Regions from separate parts of the Mus musculus genome. Here regions 2, 3, 4, 5 and 6 are each linked to region 1. The links are chromatin contacts, called in public HiChIP or PLAC-seq, Micro-C and promoter capture Hi-C maps. All regions are on one chromosome and are shown on one strand. The core of a region is the stretch at or near the end of the contact, and the rest is flanking DNA. Distances in the headings are between cores, read along the strand shown.

The links. Promoter capture Hi-C pulls out the DNA fragments that hold promoters and counts their contacts. Hi-C and Micro-C count contacts between places; a contact is called where the count stands out from the background. HiChIP or PLAC-seq counts read pairs in DNA pulled down with a chosen protein or histone mark. Capture Hi-C pulls out chosen DNA fragments and counts their contacts.
Region 2: an H3K27ac HiChIP or PLAC-seq map of embryonic stem cells shows a contact between it and region 1, with 2.5 times the contacts expected there. The contact joins the promoter of Cyp2d22 here to the promoter of Tbrg3 in region 1. A contact is called at or near these places in 2 of 39 promoter capture datasets (the C10 cell line and trophoblast stem cells) and 2 of 115 datasets of contacts at active chromatin or transcription factors (embryonic stem cells and trophoblast stem cells).
Region 3: a contact with region 1 is called in a promoter capture Hi-C map of pre-B cells, with 3 times the contacts expected there. The contact joins the promoter of Pacsin2 here to the promoter of Tbrg3 in region 1. A contact is called at or near these places in 5 of 39 promoter capture datasets (the 3T3-L1 cell line, the C10 cell line, hippocampal neurons and 2 more), 1 of 15 datasets of contacts at CTCF or cohesin (the NIH/3T3 cell line), 1 of 115 datasets of contacts at active chromatin or transcription factors (pancreatic cancer cells) and 1 of 9 other capture datasets (adipose tissue).
Region 4: an H3K27ac HiChIP or PLAC-seq map of embryonic stem cells shows a contact between it and region 1, with 11 read pairs. The contact joins the promoter of Naga here to the promoter of Tbrg3 in region 1. A contact is called at or near these places in 7 of 39 promoter capture datasets (the 3T3-L1 cell line, the C10 cell line, the HPC-7 cell line and 3 more), 6 of 484 Hi-C or Micro-C datasets (LSK cells, embryonic stem cells and muscle stem cells), 13 of 115 datasets of contacts at active chromatin or transcription factors (astrocytes, differentiating embryonic stem cells, double positive thymocytes and 9 more) and 1 of 9 other capture datasets (embryonic stem cells).
Region 5: a Micro-C map of embryonic stem cells shows a contact between it and region 1, with 2.9 times the contacts expected there. The contact joins the promoter of Wbp2nl here to the promoter of Tbrg3 in region 1. A contact is called at or near these places in 1 of 39 promoter capture datasets (hippocampal neurons), 1 of 484 Hi-C or Micro-C datasets (embryonic stem cells), 2 of 115 datasets of contacts at active chromatin or transcription factors (embryonic stem cells and stem cell-derived neural progenitor cells) and 1 of 9 other capture datasets (embryonic stem cells).
Region 6: a contact with region 1 is called in a promoter capture Hi-C map of liver, with 2.6 times the contacts expected there. The contact joins the promoter of Ttll1 here to the promoter of Tbrg3 in region 1. A contact is called at or near these places in 12 of 39 promoter capture datasets (the 3T3-L1 cell line, 3T3-L1-derived adipocytes, the C10 cell line and 8 more), 3 of 484 Hi-C or Micro-C datasets (embryonic fibroblasts, embryonic stem cells and pre-B cells), 3 of 115 datasets of contacts at active chromatin or transcription factors (bone marrow-derived macrophages, embryonic stem cells and pancreatic cancer cells) and 2 of 9 other capture datasets (adipose tissue and liver).

The regions. Positions count from the first base shown.
Region 1 is chr15:82,897,179-82,899,878 of GRCm38.p6, reverse strand. Tbrg3 (transforming growth factor beta regulated gene 3) reads left to right here and starts at 1,418. Exons shown (of 1, transcript NR_027799.1): 1 at 1,418-2,700. The region is part of intron 1 of Tcf20 (transcription factor 20); the gene reads left to right. Gm20324 (predicted gene, 20324) reads right to left here and starts at 799. Exons shown (of 4, transcript NR_045068.1): 1 at 611-799.
Region 2 is chr15:82,378,918-82,381,617 of GRCm38.p6, reverse strand. Cyp2d22 (cytochrome P450, family 2, subfamily d, polypeptide 22) reads left to right here and starts at 1,358. Exons shown (of 10, transcript NM_019823.4): 1 at 1,358-1,540.
Region 3 is chr15:83,463,322-83,466,021 of GRCm38.p6, reverse strand. It overlaps Pacsin2 (protein kinase C and casein kinase substrate in neurons 2), which reads left to right and starts at 1,416. Exons shown (of 11, transcript NM_001159509.1): 1 at 1,416-1,563.
Region 4 is chr15:82,337,520-82,340,301 of GRCm38.p6, reverse strand. Naga (N-acetyl galactosaminidase, alpha) reads left to right here and starts at 1,476. Exons shown (of 10, transcript NM_008669.4): 1 at 1,476-1,550; 2 at 1,988-2,064; 3 at 2,780-2,782. The coding sequence starts at 2,049. It also overlaps a transcript of Pheta2 not described here.
Region 5 is chr15:82,297,565-82,300,264 of GRCm38.p6, reverse strand. Wbp2nl (WBP2 N-terminal like) reads right to left here and starts at 1,281. Exons shown (of 6, transcript NM_029066.1): 1 at 1,197-1,281. The coding sequence starts at 1,258.
Region 6 is chr15:83,509,593-83,512,334 of GRCm38.p6, reverse strand. Ttll1 (tubulin tyrosine ligase-like 1) reads left to right here and starts at 1,428. Exons shown (of 12, transcript NM_178869.4): 1 at 1,428-1,601.

The sequences.
Region 1 (2,700 bases), core at 169-2,668:
CTCCCGCCCGCCCGCGCGCCGGGGCCCGGAGCCGCCTCATTGGCTGCGCGCCGTCACCTGACGCTCTGTTATTTCCTGTGTGTTGGGAGAATGGAGAGAAAAAACCCGGAGCCGAGCCGCCTTCGGCCCCTGCGAGGCGGCCACGGCCTCAGCCGGGGGAGCCCTCCCTGAGGCGCGCCGGAGCGGGGAGTGAGCCAGCGAGCGCGCGGGCCGGAGCGAGCCTCTAGGGGCCGCGGCCCCGGCCCGCCCCGCCGTCGGCCTGGGCGTCCGCGCTGGAGGCGGTGGAGGCACCCCCACCCCCACCCCGCGCCGCGCCGCCGCCCCCTCCCCTCCCAGCGCCGGCGGAGGCCGAGGGACGGGCCGGGGGGCTCCTGCAGGTAACCGCCGCCCGGCCTGAGGAGAAAGGGCAGCCCGAGGGGCCGGGACCGGGCCGCGCCGCTCAGGCTGGCTGCTGGGAGCACAGGTCGTGGCCCGGCCCGCCCTGCAAGTGCTGAGCCTCGGGAGTCGCGGAGCGGGCTGAGGGGACCGGCGTGGGCTGCCGAGGGGTCAACGGCCAGGACCGGCGTCAGGGCAGAGCGGCCGGAGGCTCTGGGGCTGCGGGCGGAGATACCTGGTCGTTGCGGCCTGAGGTGCTGAGGGGTCCACGTTCTTGGCAGCCCCGCGGGGACCGGCGTTGCTGGCCTCTTGGCCGGGGGCTGGGGGCGAGGCACCCGTGAAGGGCCGGGCTTGGAGCGGGCCGGGGAGGGGCCGGCTGGGGCTGGCGGAGCAGCCGCGCGAACACCTGAGGCCATGTGGATGCGGCTGCCTGTCGCCTGCCGGCGGCCCAGAGCAGGTACCCGGCGGCGGGGCGCGAGCTAGGGGCGCAGGATGCACTTCCTGTGTGGGGCGCTCTCCCCTCCCCCGCCGCGGTGAGCAGGGCAGGGCGCAGGGTCCCGCGGAGTCCACGAAGGAGCTCTTTCTCGCGGGTAGGGGATGGGAAGGCGAGGCTCTGAGTCTCTCTTCCTCATTCTCACGGAAAAGTGGTGGCTTATAGAAGAGTTTGCTATCCGGCCTGCGGCGGGAGGTGGGATGTCTTGAGTGCGCCGGGATGGGAGTGGAATTTAGTGTGTGTGTGTGTGTGTGTGTTGGGGGGGGGCAGTGGAGCTGCGGATTCCTCCACGGTTTGTGGGTGCGGACACCAGTTTTGCTTGCCTGCCTGTATTCAACTCCTTTGGGGACGAATCAGAATTAGGGGTTTCTACCCGAGCTCTGCGTTCTCCCTCCAGAGATTAGATGACTCTGGTAAATGCTATAAAAATGGATGGAATTTTTGAGCTATTATCTAACAGGCTGATCTTTGAATGATAATTGGACCCTTATGTTAACAGCCTTAGTGAAGAGTTTTATAAAAGATTTTACATGGGGTGGCATTGGCAGCTGGGGAAACGGCACTAAATTCTGATCTAGGAGGCCTGGAATGCACTTCCAGCTTGGCCACCAAATAAACTGTAGCCCTGGGCAAGTTACCTACCCTCTCATGCCTCAATTACACTTCTGTTAAAGACTCCCTTGCAGGCCAGACATTTCGAAGGTTTATTTGAGTTTGGTTTGGTGGTTCTTCCACTCCGGTTTTGTGCTCGCTCTCATTTTGATCATAGGAACTTTACTGAGAGATGTAAGATGCGCCTCACTGGCTTGAGAAGTAACTTGGTCAGGGTAGTTTGTGCTCAATTCCCAGTGCTTTTCTGTGCTTCTGAAGAGAAAACGCACACTATTAATAGCAGTCTAGCTTATGTTGAATGCACATTATTATGCTTTTTTTTTTTCCTTTGTGATAAGAGTTTTCCGAAAAAGCACTGGCTAATTGGGAAATATGGATGCGATGATTGGGTCTGTTTTTGTTGGAAGCCCTTTCCACGTGGGGAAGGGATGCTATTTCAAGATCTTTTAGGTGACTCTTACTTGGCTAACTTCAAATTCCAATTTCAGTCTTGGAGTAGGGATAAAGTAGAATTAGCTATGCGATGTAGTAGGCTTGCAGAATTAATATCCACCTCAGGATGCAGTAAATGGTTTGCATCCCCGGTTTATTCCTAGTGGTAGCAGGGTACTTCCCTGGCAGATGCTGAAGAACCCGTTAGTTTTACTGATTTTCTGGTGTGTGAGGGCCCTGGGCCATATGCTTTTGAATGGTAAGTACTCTTAGACCAACTTGGATTTTGCTCTTGTTTGTGGAAGACTTTGTTTTGTTTTGTTTTTGTTTGTTTTTTTGTTTTTGCTCAATTCCCCATAAAATATAGCTCACTATGGTTTTTTTAGATCATTTTTTAAAAAATTTTGGTCTGTATAGCCTTAATGGTCTTTAAACGTGGATGGCAAAATGGGCTCATAATGTTTATCTTGTGTATGTGTTAAAAGAAGGTTTTCTTTTATATTAGTTAAAATCATGCCTGTCACATAAGGAGACACTTAAGATTATACATATGAGTTATTTGGAATTTTTTATTAGGACTTGAATTATGACCTCATGTTTACTGTATGATTTGAAAAAGTGCCAGTTACTTGAATTAGAAGCACCTCTCACACTCAAGTATGTATTATGCTTGTTTTATGGCTTATGAAAAAATTACTATAAAGCTTTACTGTGGTAGTTTGTGAGTGTGTATGTATGTACGTATGTATATGAGAGATCTTACATAGGTAAGATAGTAGGAGAATTGC
Region 2 (2,700 bases), core at 109-2,608, 520 kb after region 1:
GTAAGTGGTATCTTAGTGTTCCTCTTTGACCCTCCTTTCATCTCTGTTTTATTATTTTTTTTTATTTGTTTTATTTTTTTTTATTTTATTTGATTCCCATTATTTACTTTGGGGATTAAATCAGCATCTTTTAAAACTTATTGTTAGGGTGTGTACATGGAGTTGGGGGAGATGCCATCTAGAGAGGTCAAAGGACAACATCTGGGATTCCGTTCTCATCTCCCTCCTTGTTAAGGCAGGGTCTCCCTTGCTGTTACTGCCACATTACATATCCCAGGATAGCTGACCAGTGAGCTGCCAGGCATAAAACAACACCTTAAACTTACAAAAACCTTATTTGAATAACAAGTTACCTTCTGTAGTATACAGACACAGGACATCTCGTCTAGTCTCTCACCCTTCCCCGCTATACTATCTTTGCCACAGATAGCATGTTTATATGTTTTGTACTCATGAAGACAGACTTGTAACTGGTGTTCTATGCATCGGTTTTCAGGCATACAGACAAAAAGAAAGGCCTTACAACCCGAAGCACGCTAGCACTTTTACCGCGTTGTTACTGCGCCCTGTGCTCATTTCTTCTATGGCTGTGAGTTAACTGGCTAGCATCACTTCGTTTCAGCATGGAGAACTCCCTCTACTGCGCCCTGTATGCTAAGTCCACTGACACCAATGACCTTCTACATTTATCTGGAAATGACCTGCTTACTACTTAATTCCCGAAGGACATTTCTTTATTCTTAACAAAGAACATGTGGATGATGTTCTTCAGGATGTGCGTGTGTTATCCTGTGTGTGGTCTTCCGGTCTCTGTGGTCACTGATGAAAAATTAACTCTTAATCTCAGCATGATCCCCGTGTGTGTAAAGGGTGAATGAATGACTGCTTTTTACATTCTCACTGCAGTTCCCTCTGTCTTCAGTGTCCACAAGAACCATCTGTCGCTCACTGTGGTCCCTAATCCCTCTGGGAGCACAAGCTAAGTCCCAGGGGGCTCTCTGGGTGCTGGGGGAGATAGCAAGGTTTTGACCTTGGACCTGTCAGGGCTGAAGCCTCCTACTCAGAGCCCCGCCTCCTCGTTGCAGTGCCTCCTCCCAGGAAGGCCCCCCCTCCTCCTCCTCCTCCTCCTCCTCCTCCTCCTCCTCCTCCTCCTCCTCCTCCTCCTCCTCCTCCTCCTCCTCAAATCGGTCTCACCTCCCGGGAGTGGATCCGCCTCCTCAGAGTGTCCCCCTCATGCTCAGAGTGGAAGCCTCCTCCCCAGAATGTATCATCCTCCTCAGAGTTGCTCCGCCTCCTTCCCCTCCTCCCCCGCCTCCTCTTCTCCCCCCCCCCCCAACCCCATTCCTCTCCCGCCTCCTCCTCTTCCTCCTCCCCGTCAGAACGTGCCCTCCTCTTCAGAGTTGCTGCTCCTCACAACTCCCCCTCCACCTCAGAGTGAATCCTCCTGAGTTGCCCTTTTTCCTCGAGCTCCTACTCCTCCTGTTCCTGCGAGGCTCCAGACACCTCTTGCCTCTCCTCGGCTGAGTTTCAGAACGCACCGGTAAAGGCAAGGGTTGCAGGGTTGCGGGTCTGCCCATTCGCTGTACAAGGGGTGCGAGGCGGGCCCCCACCCCAACCCCTGCGCTGGGGCTACCTTGGCACTGGAGCGTAGCAGTCCCTCCCCCTGGGCGGGGCTGGAGTGGGCAGAGGGGAACCTCCAAGGGCCTCCGAGTAAACTGTTTTCCATTGTCCCAAGCTGAGGCTAAGATGCTAGAACCTCCTAGAGTCTGATAGAGGGCAGGTTTTGAAGGGCTCATCCCCTAAGACACAGAGCCTGGGAACCCGCCTGTAGCCAGGCCGCAGGGCTGAGAATCTCTGTCCTATAGTAAGCAGAGTGGAGCCTGACCCTGGACCTTTGCATAACCTGCCCTTTGGCGTGCATTCTAGCCTTATCAGGGACAGGCGGTACCTAAGCAAACCAGACCTCTCTCCGAAGACCTCTCTTTTTGCCCTTTGGGGCTCAGCGAAGGTGGGGAAAAGAGGGTGGGGACGGTGAGTGGACCCTGGACCTCACAAACTCTGCTGCACCCCCTGGAACTGGGATGTTGTTGTCAGTGATTGGCTTAGAGGATCCACCCCCATTTAATTAGGAAAAAAAATCTACACTGAGCTGGGCACAAAATCCCAGCACATGGGAAGCAGGAGCAGGAGGATCTCTGTGAGTTTCTATGACAGTCTGGTCTACATGTCTACATAGTGAGTTCCAAAACAGCCAAAGCTACATAGTGAGACTCTGTCTCAAAACAGGAAGGAAGGAAGGAAGGAAGGAAGGAAGGAAGGAAGGAAGGAAGGATAGAAAAAAAGGGAGTGAAATTCCTTGTATGTTCAGTGTAGAAATTCCCTTTTTTTTTCTATCACCAACTAGAATGTACAGTTAATACCTTGTACTCTATCATGGCTGTCCCTACCCAGCAGCCCACCCAGTTCTTGTGGGTGTCAGGGCAGCAGCAGACACTGGAGTATTCTCTCTGTAAACAGCCAAGCATTCCTCGCACCAAGTGTCCTACAGTTCTTGCCTATGTTAACTAACAGACTATTCTAGAGATTTGCTTTCCTTCCCAGCTGTTGGTTTCGTGGGTTTAAACCAGATTCCATACCGTAGCTCAGGCTGGCCTTGAACTTGATGCAATCCTGCTGCTTACAAGTAAACTACCGTGTGTA
Region 3 (2,700 bases), core at 167-2,666, 570 kb before region 1:
GGATATGAGTGGGGGAGGTTATTTTATATTTTCTGGGTGGGGGAGGGGCAAGGTCTCATATAGCTTAGGCTGACCTGAACTCTCTATGCAGTTGAGGATGACTGTGAATTCCTGATCTTTCTGCCTCTACCTCCTAAATGCTGAGATTACAGGCAGGTACCACTATGTCCAGCCTGAAAACTGGACTTCCTGTGTAGCTGGGGATGACCTTGAACTCCTGACCCTCCTGTTCTACCTTCCAAGTGCTACCTACTACATCTGCCTTTTCTGTTTTGTTTTGTTTGCAGGGAGGTTGAGGCAGGGTCTTACTATATATTCCAGGCTGACCTTACCTTTTTTTCTTTCTTTCTTCCAATTACTCGGTTGCGTAGGCTGCCTGGAGCTCTCAGCCATTCTCCTGTATCCGCCTCTTGAGTACTGGGATTACAGACACTAGCCACTGTCTGCCACCATTTACTCTTTACTCCATACAGTTCCCAGAAAGTTACCTGCTGTCAGTTTCTCAGACCCTCACCCACGCATCGCTTACTGTCCTCCTGGCCGGGACTGTGTGAGGTAGTGCTCAGCGAGGTATTAGCCGTTTTGGCTCATTATTTCTCTTTGCTCATAGGGCCAACCTCCTATCTGGCAGCGCTATGTGAGAAGCAGAAAGTCTGTATATTGTCTGGTGCTCTGATGGCCATATCGGCATCCTCTGGAGGGAAGTCTCTCCACCCCACTTCCTCTTCTTTTTTGTGTTTTTGGTTAGCCTGTAACACACTATGTAGACCACAGTGGCCATGAACGCAGAGATCCACCTGCCTCTGCCTCCTGAGTGCTGGGATTAAACGCGTGCGCCACCATCCCTGGCTTGGAGGAAACTTTCTTTAAAAAAAAAAAAAAATTGTGTGTATGAGTGTTAGCATGTCTGTACCTCGTGCGTGCCTGGTACCAACAAAGGCCAGAAGAGGGCGTCAGACAGATAACCCTCCAACTGGAATTTCAGATCAGGGTAAGCCTCTACGTACTAGGTACTTGGAATGGAATCCGGGTCCTCTAGAAAAGTAGCAATTTCTCCAGATCCGAGGAAACTTTCTCAAAGTCCACCTTATCTGAATTATAGATCAGGGACCGCAGTTGTTCTGGGTGCTAGGGAAACCACAAAACTCTGGCCCACTTTAAAAAAAAGTCCTTTAGTCCCGGTCCTTTGGGCGTCTCCCAGGGAGTGACCCGTGTTGGCCTCTCAGCGGCTTAAGTAGTAGCTCCTCGTTTGACTGACAGGAAAGGCCGCTAATGCTAGCCCAAGGTAGTTCCTTTAGCTTCTGGGGGGGCGTGCCGCCTCCGCTTTAGACTATCCAATCTGGAGCGCCGCTGGGCCGAAGGGCGGGGTCTGGATGCAGGCAACCAATAGGGCGAGCACAGCGGGCGCGGCGGGGGCGGCGCGGTCGCGGCTGGCGGCAGAAGCGGCTGCGGCGGGTCTGGGCAGGGCCGGGGAGCTCGGTTGGAGCGGAACGGGAAGGGGTCGGAGTCGCAGCCCGGCCGGGGCGGCGTGCTCAGTGGGACCCGAGGCGAACGGCGGCCGAGGTGAGGGGTGCGCCGCGACGGTTGGGACACGGGTCGGTGGCCGCGCCTACCCCTGTCAGGCCGCGCTGGGGCCGAGCGCGCGGGGCCGCGCCGCTCGAAACTTCTAGTCCGCGCGCGGGGGGCCACGCGCCGGCGGGCGGAGCCCGGGAGGCCCGAAGGGCGGCCGGAGCGGACGAGTCCCACGCGGACGCACTCATGGGGCGCTTTGCAGACTCTTGCCTTCCATTTCCGTCCTCCCCACACTCTGTGACCGCCGTGGTGAGAGCCAAGCCTGACCGGTGAACACGAACTAGGGGTGTGAGGCGAGACAGGAAAGGCTGCATGCTGTCCTTTTTGACTTTCATAGTTTTCGAGACTCAGTGGATCCGAATCGTCAATTCCCTCCTACCTCCCGTGGGGGCTCTAGAGCCGCGTTCTCTTCTCTTCCCAAAGACCCCAGGCTTGCGGACCCCCTCTGAGAAGGTCCACTTTTCTTTTTTTCCAGGAGTGGATCCAGAGGAGCTGGCTAGGGATCTCAAGGCCTTAGAGGTTAGACCTGGAAGTAGACACGCCCCAGGGGTGCTGCGTTCTTGTTGGCCCCTTGAGGGAAGATAGTTTTGGTCCGGGCTGTGTGCACCATCCCTGGCCCTTGTCGGCTTCCCTTGACCGCAGCTGTCCTTAGGTTTAGTGATGAAGGGGGAGTAGGTTGCTGACAGTCTCCAGGGCTACTCATTAGCGGTTTAGCAAAAACACTTCTGCACTGTCCTGATGTAAATCTATTTAATCCCGAGTTGTGGACGTGAGCTCACACCTTCCTACCCCCTGCAGGTTTTCCACTTTGCTTAAGTTCTGGTCTTGCACCTCTGGGATTGTCAGCTTGGAGCCCCTGGTGAAGGGATCAGCCAGGTGAACTGGGTTCTGTGTTAGCCTCCCTCTTCCGTCCCTGGGCGCTCAGATTCACTTTTCCACAGAAGTCCGGATTTGAGAGTTAGCGTAGTTGGGGGTTCTCCTGACTTTCCTGGAACACTCTAGTCTGTGCATTTACACTGAACTGTAGAGTTTGGCAGTCTCCTTGGTGAAGCTATGCTACTTTAGCCGTGAGGCCACTACATGAAAAACTTGTGTGATGTGTGCAGTTTAGAGGCTTTAAAGAAACTG
Region 4 (2,782 bases), core at 227-2,726, 560 kb after region 1:
ACTAGTAGTATCCACTAGAGTAAATGTGTTACAAGGTGAAGGTCGCGGGAGGGTGGGTAAGGGGAGAATACAGCATGAGTTTCCTGAGGAGGGAGGGGAGAGCTTGCCGTTTTTAAATAGAAGAATGGGCAGAGTAGACCTCACTTGGACATATAATTAAGGGAAATGAGGGTGTCGGCTATGCCCATATCTAGAAGTGCATTCTAAGCAGAAGGCACAGCTGGTTCAAAGGCTGTGTTTGAGGGGCCACAAGGAGGGCAATGAGGAAGATGACGGCAGGGAATAGGGTCAAAAGGTAGAGGGTGGGGTTTAGAAACACCATTTCCCCAAACTAAGAGAGTAGCCATCACACAGACTTCAGAGAGACAAGACCAGGGCTGGGTTGGGTTCGTTTTTTTAGGTTAAGTGTGTGCCCGATTATCTGCCTGTATGTGCACCATGTGAATGCCTGGTGGCCTCAGAGTTCAGAAGAGGGCATCAGATCCCCTGGCATGTGAGTCTGGAGACGGACCCTCGTGCTCTGCCAGAGCACTAAGTGCTCTTAACCACTGAGCCATCTTACCAGCCCACAGAGCTGAGTTTTCAGGTTTGCCTTGGCTGCCTTGGAGAAGTAAGGTGGACAAAGGAGGCCCTTGAGGGCTGTCTCCGAATCATCCAGGCAATATGTAATGAGGCCAGCGTTACTGGGTGGGATGAGAGGTGGAATTTAAAGGCAGGAATCAATTTTTGGACAATTGCATGTAAAGGCTGAGAGAAAAGATTGGCAGAGAAGTCGGTTTGCCATTACCTGATAGGAGGAAAATGGCACAGATTCGGAGAGGGGACAGCTATGATCATCATCGGTGTAAAGGCATCCAGAAATAGTGGTTGGCACCTAGCCTGTGTTTAACATATGAATAAGTAATGAATAAATACATTTGGGGAGTGGGTGGGCGAACAACCCCTTGGGTGTCAGGTGGAGGGGGCAGCCTCCTGACCTTTCGAGAGCTGAAACCCCACCCAGCCTCTTTCACTACCGTTTTCGAGTGGTTAAGAGCAAGGTTTCAGGTGGATTTCTGAGTTCGAGGCCAACCTCGTCTAGAGAATGAGTTCCAGGACACAGAGAAACCCTGTCTCGAAGAAACAAAACAAAATAAAACAAACAAACAAACAAACAAACAAACAAAAAAAGAGCAAGGTATCGCCCTCTGTAGGAATTCACTGCACAGCTACTTACTGAGCACGGGCAGTGCGGGCCACCACCCCCGCCCTCTGGGGCGGAGGACGGAGGACTCCAACCAGACCCGAGGCACAGCGGCGCGCGCACAGGGCGCCCAAGCCGACTTCCCACGGGAGCGCGCCTCGGGAACGCGCAGAACGCGAGCTTAGATGGGCGGAGCTTTTGGAGGCTGGGAGCTGGGGCATAGAGGGAGGGCACGGCGTTGCTAGGGGATTCTGATTGGTTGCTCAAGAAGGGTTGTCCCGTGACATTCCGCCTCCCGGGTCGCTATAGGTACAAGCGGCCGCCACGGGGGCTTTCACGGCTTACCGCGGACTGAGCGAGCGCGAGGGTAAGAATCAAGGGGGACCCTGGGCCTGCGATGTTTAAGAACCGAGAATCTGAACCCACACGGGGACCTGGAACCGGACATGGCCTATAGCCTTCCTTCTTCCTGGTATTCCTAGAACCAGTCACAACCGCTCTTGGGCAAAGTGTCCTAGACTATTTGTAGTTCTAAAAGAAGAGCTTAGATTCCGGGAAGTAAAGGGTAGGGAAGGAGTGTGTGAGGGTAGTGAAAGCGACTTGGGACCAAATGTGGAATCCGTAACTTTTATTTTCGGAGATAGGGTCTCTCTACCTAGTAGCCCTGGCTGGCCTGAAACTGGCTATGTGGACCAGGCTGGCCCAGAACTCAGAGATCCTCCTGCTTCTACCTCCTGAGTGCTGAGATTAAAGGTGGGTCCCACTATGCCCGGTGGGATACATAACATCTGTTATCTTCCACAGTTCAGCATATAAAGCTGCTAAGAGCAGATTCGAGTGGGTCCTGAGATTTGACTCCAAGGCAATGTTGCAGAAGACAGGTACCCTCACCTACTCAGGTGGCTTTGCAGGGGAGGACTGTGGCGAGGAAGCCCCAGCCCTCCTCTTTCTTGATGGGGGTATGTGGGGAGAAGTGTGCCTCTCCTTGGAGCTGGGCCAGGAAAATCAAGGAGATGCCCCACACCTCAGAATCGTTTCCCCTCCAAAGAGGCCACTTCCTTTTTCAGCCCTGCTCCAGTGTATAGGTCCTATCTTACCCGATCCTGGCGGGCTGTAGCAGCCCTGTCATGTGGGTGTGGTAATTTATATATAAGGAAGCTGAAAGCCAAGAGGAAGGGGCTTGTGTAGGTGAGCAGCTGGGTACAAGTCCACCCTGACCAACCCCTTTAGGCCCTTCTGAGGCTTTCTGAGGTGGAGAGCAAAAACTCCAAGGCCTCAGAAACCCAGAGTCCACAATGAACTGTCATTTCTGTGTAGGGAGGGAGGGAAGAGGGCATCTGGTCTCATGTATATCAAGGACATGACTTCAGGGGTCCGTTCCATTGATTCCCAGTCTGTAGCAACAGCTTTTTGAATACATTACTTTGCCCCATGTACCCCCCCCCCCAGACTGCACTCACAGGCTGAGGCAACTCTAACCCTACTGGCCTGTACCTGGGGAGGGCTGAAGGGCTGGAGGGGTTGAGGTGATGACTGGGGTTGGGGGGTGGGGTGCTGTAGGAACCATTTACAAGTCACCATCCACCTCCCCCTCAGTGC
Region 5 (2,700 bases), core at 32-2,531, 600 kb after region 1:
AGAGAACTGATTGTTCCTTGATGAAGAGACAGAGAAACCCTGTCTCAAAAAACCAAAAACCAAAACAAAACAAAACAAAACAAAAAACAGCAAGAGAAGTTGATGCATAGCATATAACTTCAAATCCAAGTCCAGGCGTTCCCATGGGCACTGAAAATGATTTTGAGCAAATTATTTCTCATATGCCTACCTGTGAAATGAGGGAAACGGCTCACTGCAGACAGTGCAGTTATCAAGACAAAGAATCCTTGCTATGCTTAGCTATTCAGTGAAAATGATCGGTACGTATTCAAGAGCACAGATTCTAAAAATTTAAAGGAACAACGACAAGAACAAAAAACCGGGACTTTTCTTCTTTGAGACAGAGTCTTTCTACAATATAGCTCTGGCTGTCCTGGAACTCGCTTTGTAGATCAGGCTGGTCTCGAACTGACCTCAAGAGTTCTATTTAAGCACATCATTGAATGAGTCTCACAGCTAAGTGAGAAATAAAAGGAAATCAGCAGAGCGAGGGCAGAATCCAGAAGAGGCGGAGACAGAGGGTAAGGAAAGTGGGTGAGGGGTAGATTAAAGGACATGTGTCAAAGTCACTAAGTTTGCCTAGAGGTGGGCTTCTCCTGACAGAGAAGCCCCAGCACCATGAGCGACTGGAAATGCCATGTCTTCCTCGGTCCCCCCTAATTTTGTTCCCAGTCTTTTCAGTAAAGGTGACAATATCCTAGGTTGAAGCAACCAAGAAAAGGCACTTCCGGGGGTGGGTGGGTGGAGGAAGGCTTGTGACAATTCTGGATTAGTTACCTACACTCCACATCCTAGCCCTTCTTCCAACTCGCCTACCCCTTTGTTCCTGGTGGCCTGAGGCGCACCCAGGGCCCTCAGGGTGACTGTCACCCTCTTAAAGTCGTAAAGTCGCACACAGCCACTGGAAGCTGTCCAGCAATGCAAGGGCTGGCACACTCTTCACACAATCCTCGCTCAAGCCTTTCCTCTGAGGATGCCCGCGCCCCTCGCACCCGCGCACGCGCCTAGCCACAGGCTCTTGGACTTGGCCGCTGGCGCATGCGTTCAAACGTCAGGGGCGGAGCTCCGAGGAAAGGGCGGGAAAGCCCTCGATTCGCAGAGGGCTTTCTAGCGCACATATCTACCCTGAGCATCTCCTCCCTCCTTGACAGCAGCCTGAAAGTCCCCTCAGGCACCTTTCACCATGAGGGATGGCGGCCCAACGGCGGTCCACTGTATGGTTCTGGTTCACTGCCATCTTGCTCTAGGTCTCCTCCCGCCGCCGCCTCCGCCGCCGCCAGCTCTTCAAATGGAAAGGGGCGGGGCCTGCAAGGCAGTGGGCGGGTCCCTGAGGAGAGGGCGGAGATTATGGCGCAGAAACCCTGGAGTTGAGTGGGCAGCTGTCACAAGAGGAGCTGTCACAAGTCAGAGGAGGAGAGCCTGGGTGAGGAAAAGGGGCGTGTTCGTGGAGCTGGCTTTACCCCTAGAACGGGGAGGGTCTGAAGGATGGGTGACTAGCCTCTGTCATGTTAGGCCTACAACCAGCCTTGGTCCTGCTAGGAGCTAGTGGTTTAAAAAGTAGCCATTAACCCAAAATCTTAGTCCAGATTAACCCCCAAACCAACTCAGGGTGAGGGTCTACATTTTCTCCACTCTTATAAGACCAGAGCTTCCTTCCATCAAAGAGGGCTTAGGACAGAACCAATGGTCTTGGGAGAGAACATCCAAAAAGATGAGCTAGGTCAGGAAGTGGACAGTGAATTTCAACCTTCAGTGGGTCCAATTCTTGGATGCATTTGTAGGTGTCCCACTCAATCTATTACTCAAGATATTCTAGAGTGTTATTGTGTCAGTGAAGAAATGAAAATTGTCAAATAATAGATATATTATCATTGTAAGACATGTGCTGATTTCAGATTTTTGTTTTGTTTTGTTGTTTTTGTTTTTGTAAATAGGGTCTCTCTATGTATCCCTAACTGTTCTGGAACTCACTATGTAGACCAGGCTGGTCTCAAATTCACAGAGATCCTCCTGCCTCTGCCTCCCAAGTGCTGGGTTTAAAGGCATGGGCCACCACACCTAGCACAGATAATTTTTTACATACAAGACTTACTAGAATTAAGACTCAAACTTACGGATGGGAGAGATGGCTCAGTGGCTAAGAGCACTGTCTGCTCTTCCAGAAGTCCTGAGTTCAAATCCCAGTAAGCACATGGTGGTTCACAACCATCTGTAATGAGATCTGATGCCCTCTTCTGGTGTGTCTGAAGACAGACAGCTACAATGTACTTACATATAATAATTTTTTTTTTTTTTTTGGTTTTTTCGAGACAGGGTTTCTCTGTATAGCCCTGGCTGTCCTGGAACTCACTTTGTAGACCAGGCTGGCCTCGAACTCAGAAATCCGCCTGCCTCTGCCTCCCGAGTGCTGGGATTAAAGGTATGCGCCACCACACCCGGCCTATAATAAATAAATCTTTAAAAAAAAGAAAAAAGAAAAAAAGAAAAGAAAAGAAAATTTAATAGAAATAGTATACAGCGGCAAACATCTTGATCTAGCCACTCCTGTCATGGTCAATAAAACCTTGAGCAAGATGATTGTGTTCTTTGGACTTGACCTTCCACACTTGAATGTTAGTGTATAGGCTTATTGTGGCTGTGATGGTTGATGTCCACCAAACAGCTGTGTCTCTCACGTGT
Region 6 (2,742 bases), core at 179-2,678, 610 kb before region 1:
AGGCCAGCCTGGTCTACAGAGTAAGTTCCAGGACAGCCAGGGCTACACAGAGAAACCCTGTCTCAAACAAACAAACAAAACAAAACAAAAAACAAACAAACAAAACAAAACATACCGTCTGGACAAATGCTTCAAATCCTTTGGGAGGGCCCCTTGTTGTCACTACATGCCGAATGAAATGTTCACATTACATTACAACTTCAGAAACACGAGTTAATCGTCATCTCTGATTTCTGGATGGCAAAGTGGAGTGTCAGTAGGAGACAATGGCTAACCCTGCCCCGCACCTGCTTGGCCTCCAGATGCCTAGCTCAGTCTGTCATCTTGTATCCTGTCTTTTTTTTTTTTTTTTTTGGACTTAATTTTCATTTTTAAATTTTATTCGTGTGTGTGTGTGTGTGTGTGTGTGTATGTTTAGCCTACACATATTTCAATGCACCATATGCGCAGTTAACAGAAGGTTGTGAGCCACTATGTGGGTGCTGGGTATTGCCCTTCTTTGGAAGAGAAGTCAGTGCTCTTAACTGCCAAGCCATCTCTCCAGTCCTATTTTTATGTTTTTATCATGCGTGTGTGCACGAATGTTTTTTACATGTGTGCAGGGGCCCATGGAGGCCATTGGCTTCCGGTTTCTGATCCCGAGTTGGAGTTACATGCAGGTGGTTGTGGGGAGCCTGGCATGGGTGCTGGGAACTGAACGTGGGTCCTATGCAATAACACAGCACGTTTTTTTAAACCTCTGAGCCAATTTCCAGATTCTTTTTTTTTTTGGTTTGTTGGTTTTTTTTTTTTTGGTTTGTTTTTTGTTTTTGTTTTTCGAGACAGGGTTTCTCTGTGTAGCCCTGGCTGTCCCGGAACTCACTCTGTAGACCAGGCTGGCTTCGAACTCAGAAATCCGCCTGCTTCTGCCTCCCAAGTGCTGGGATTAAAGGCATGCGCCACCACTACCCGGCTTCACTAATTTCTTAATAACATTTATTGTGTGTGGGCGTGGGGAGGGGGTGCGTTCAACATGGCACACGAGTGGAGATCAAAAGACTACTTGTAGGTATCTGTTCTCTCCATCCATCACATATGTAGGTCCCGGGAGTCGAACTGAGCTGATAAGGCTTGGCTGCAAGCACCTTTATCCGCTGGCCCTGGCCCTTACAACTCTCATTTCTGGCCCTGAAGGGTGCGCGGATAGGATACCTTGCGCTTTCTAGCCTCTAAGCGGTGGATAGATAACTCGCAGAAAAATACCGAGGCAGGAAAGAAGGTGTCACAACCATGGACAGAAAAAATAATCAGGAAGCAGTAGCGCCAGCGGTTTTCGCGTTCTCGGTTGCTAGGACACCTCTCCGGAAGTGGAGTGAGCAAGGCGGACTGGTTGCAGTAGAGAGGACGGGCGGGCGGGGTCTTGTGCGCCGTGGGCGTGGCCGCGCGTGGAGATTGCGCACGCGCAGGCGGGCTTGCCCGTGAAGGATCCGGGCGGTTTAGCTTCTGCTACCCAGTCCGTGTCTCCGCTGCTCAACGTCGTTTTCTCTGTTGATATCCTGGGACTTGCCTTGTGCCTTCAACTGCTGTAATTGCATCATTATCTTTCTTACCGGCTATTCTAGGTAGGCTTTCAGTGCATCCACAGCCTGTATTGTTTGAGGTGGCATCTGTTGGGGGAGGTTGGGGGGCGCCGCACCTGTACGGGGAGCTCAAGGCTGCTCTACTTGCTCCTCTGCAAGACTGCACCGACCCGAGATGTTGCCCTCTTTGTTAGGAGGGGGATCTGGGAGTTGTGGTCCTCTGTGGAGCCCGGGCGGGGTGGGGTGGGGGGGGGGTGTTGCAGGGACTGCGTCCTCAACTGGACGCAGGAAGTATAGCCTTGCAAACCAAGTTGGTCTTGGTAAAACAGGCTTTGTTTGGGAAACACTTAATGAGCATAAAACAGTGATGTCATATGGCGGCACAAAAAGAGAAGCCCTGCTGTGCTGTCAATGAATGGGAGATACTAGTAGACAGCCACTTTAGGTCATGGCACTGTCTACCTACAGTGGTGTGGAGAGGAGTGGAGGTCATGGATGTGCAGTATTATATACTATTTTCTTTATTTAAATAGTCTTCATTATTTAATTTTTAATTATGTGTATATGTTTGTGTCTCAGTGCGCGGGGGTGGGGGTGGGGGTGCACGTGAGTGTAAGTGCTGGTGGAAGCCAGAAGAGGGCGTATGGGAGCTCCTTGGAGCTGGAATTATATACAGAAGGTTGTGTGCTGAGTGCTGAGGACCAAACTTATGTCCTCCGCAAGAGCAGGACTGGGTCTTACAGCTGAGCCATCTCTCCAGCCATTTAGGTCTTATTTTCTTAGAGATAGCTTCCCCCCGCCCCTTTCATTGAAAGCTTGTTGGAAAAGAATATAGATACTGGGAATCCTGGTGTCGTCGTGACGTCACTGACCCTGATTTGTAAAAATGTCAAAGTGTGGGAAGCAGGGACCTTGCTTTCTGAGGCTGGACACAGAAGGGTGATGAGACTCTGGTGAGTTCTCATCTTGCTGTTCCTAGGAAGGCTGCCTTGACTCCTGTCTGCGGCTGTGATCACAGCAGAGGTTGAAGCTCTTTGGAGTACTCCAACAAGCAAGTGTTCTGAGCTGCCCATCTTCCCCCGAGTCGCATTCTGCATGTTCCTAGGAAGCCAGGTCTTTATAGGTGATTGTTGCTGGTTTCTCCACCATGGAGGGCTGGGCTTCCTCTCATTCACTGACTGGC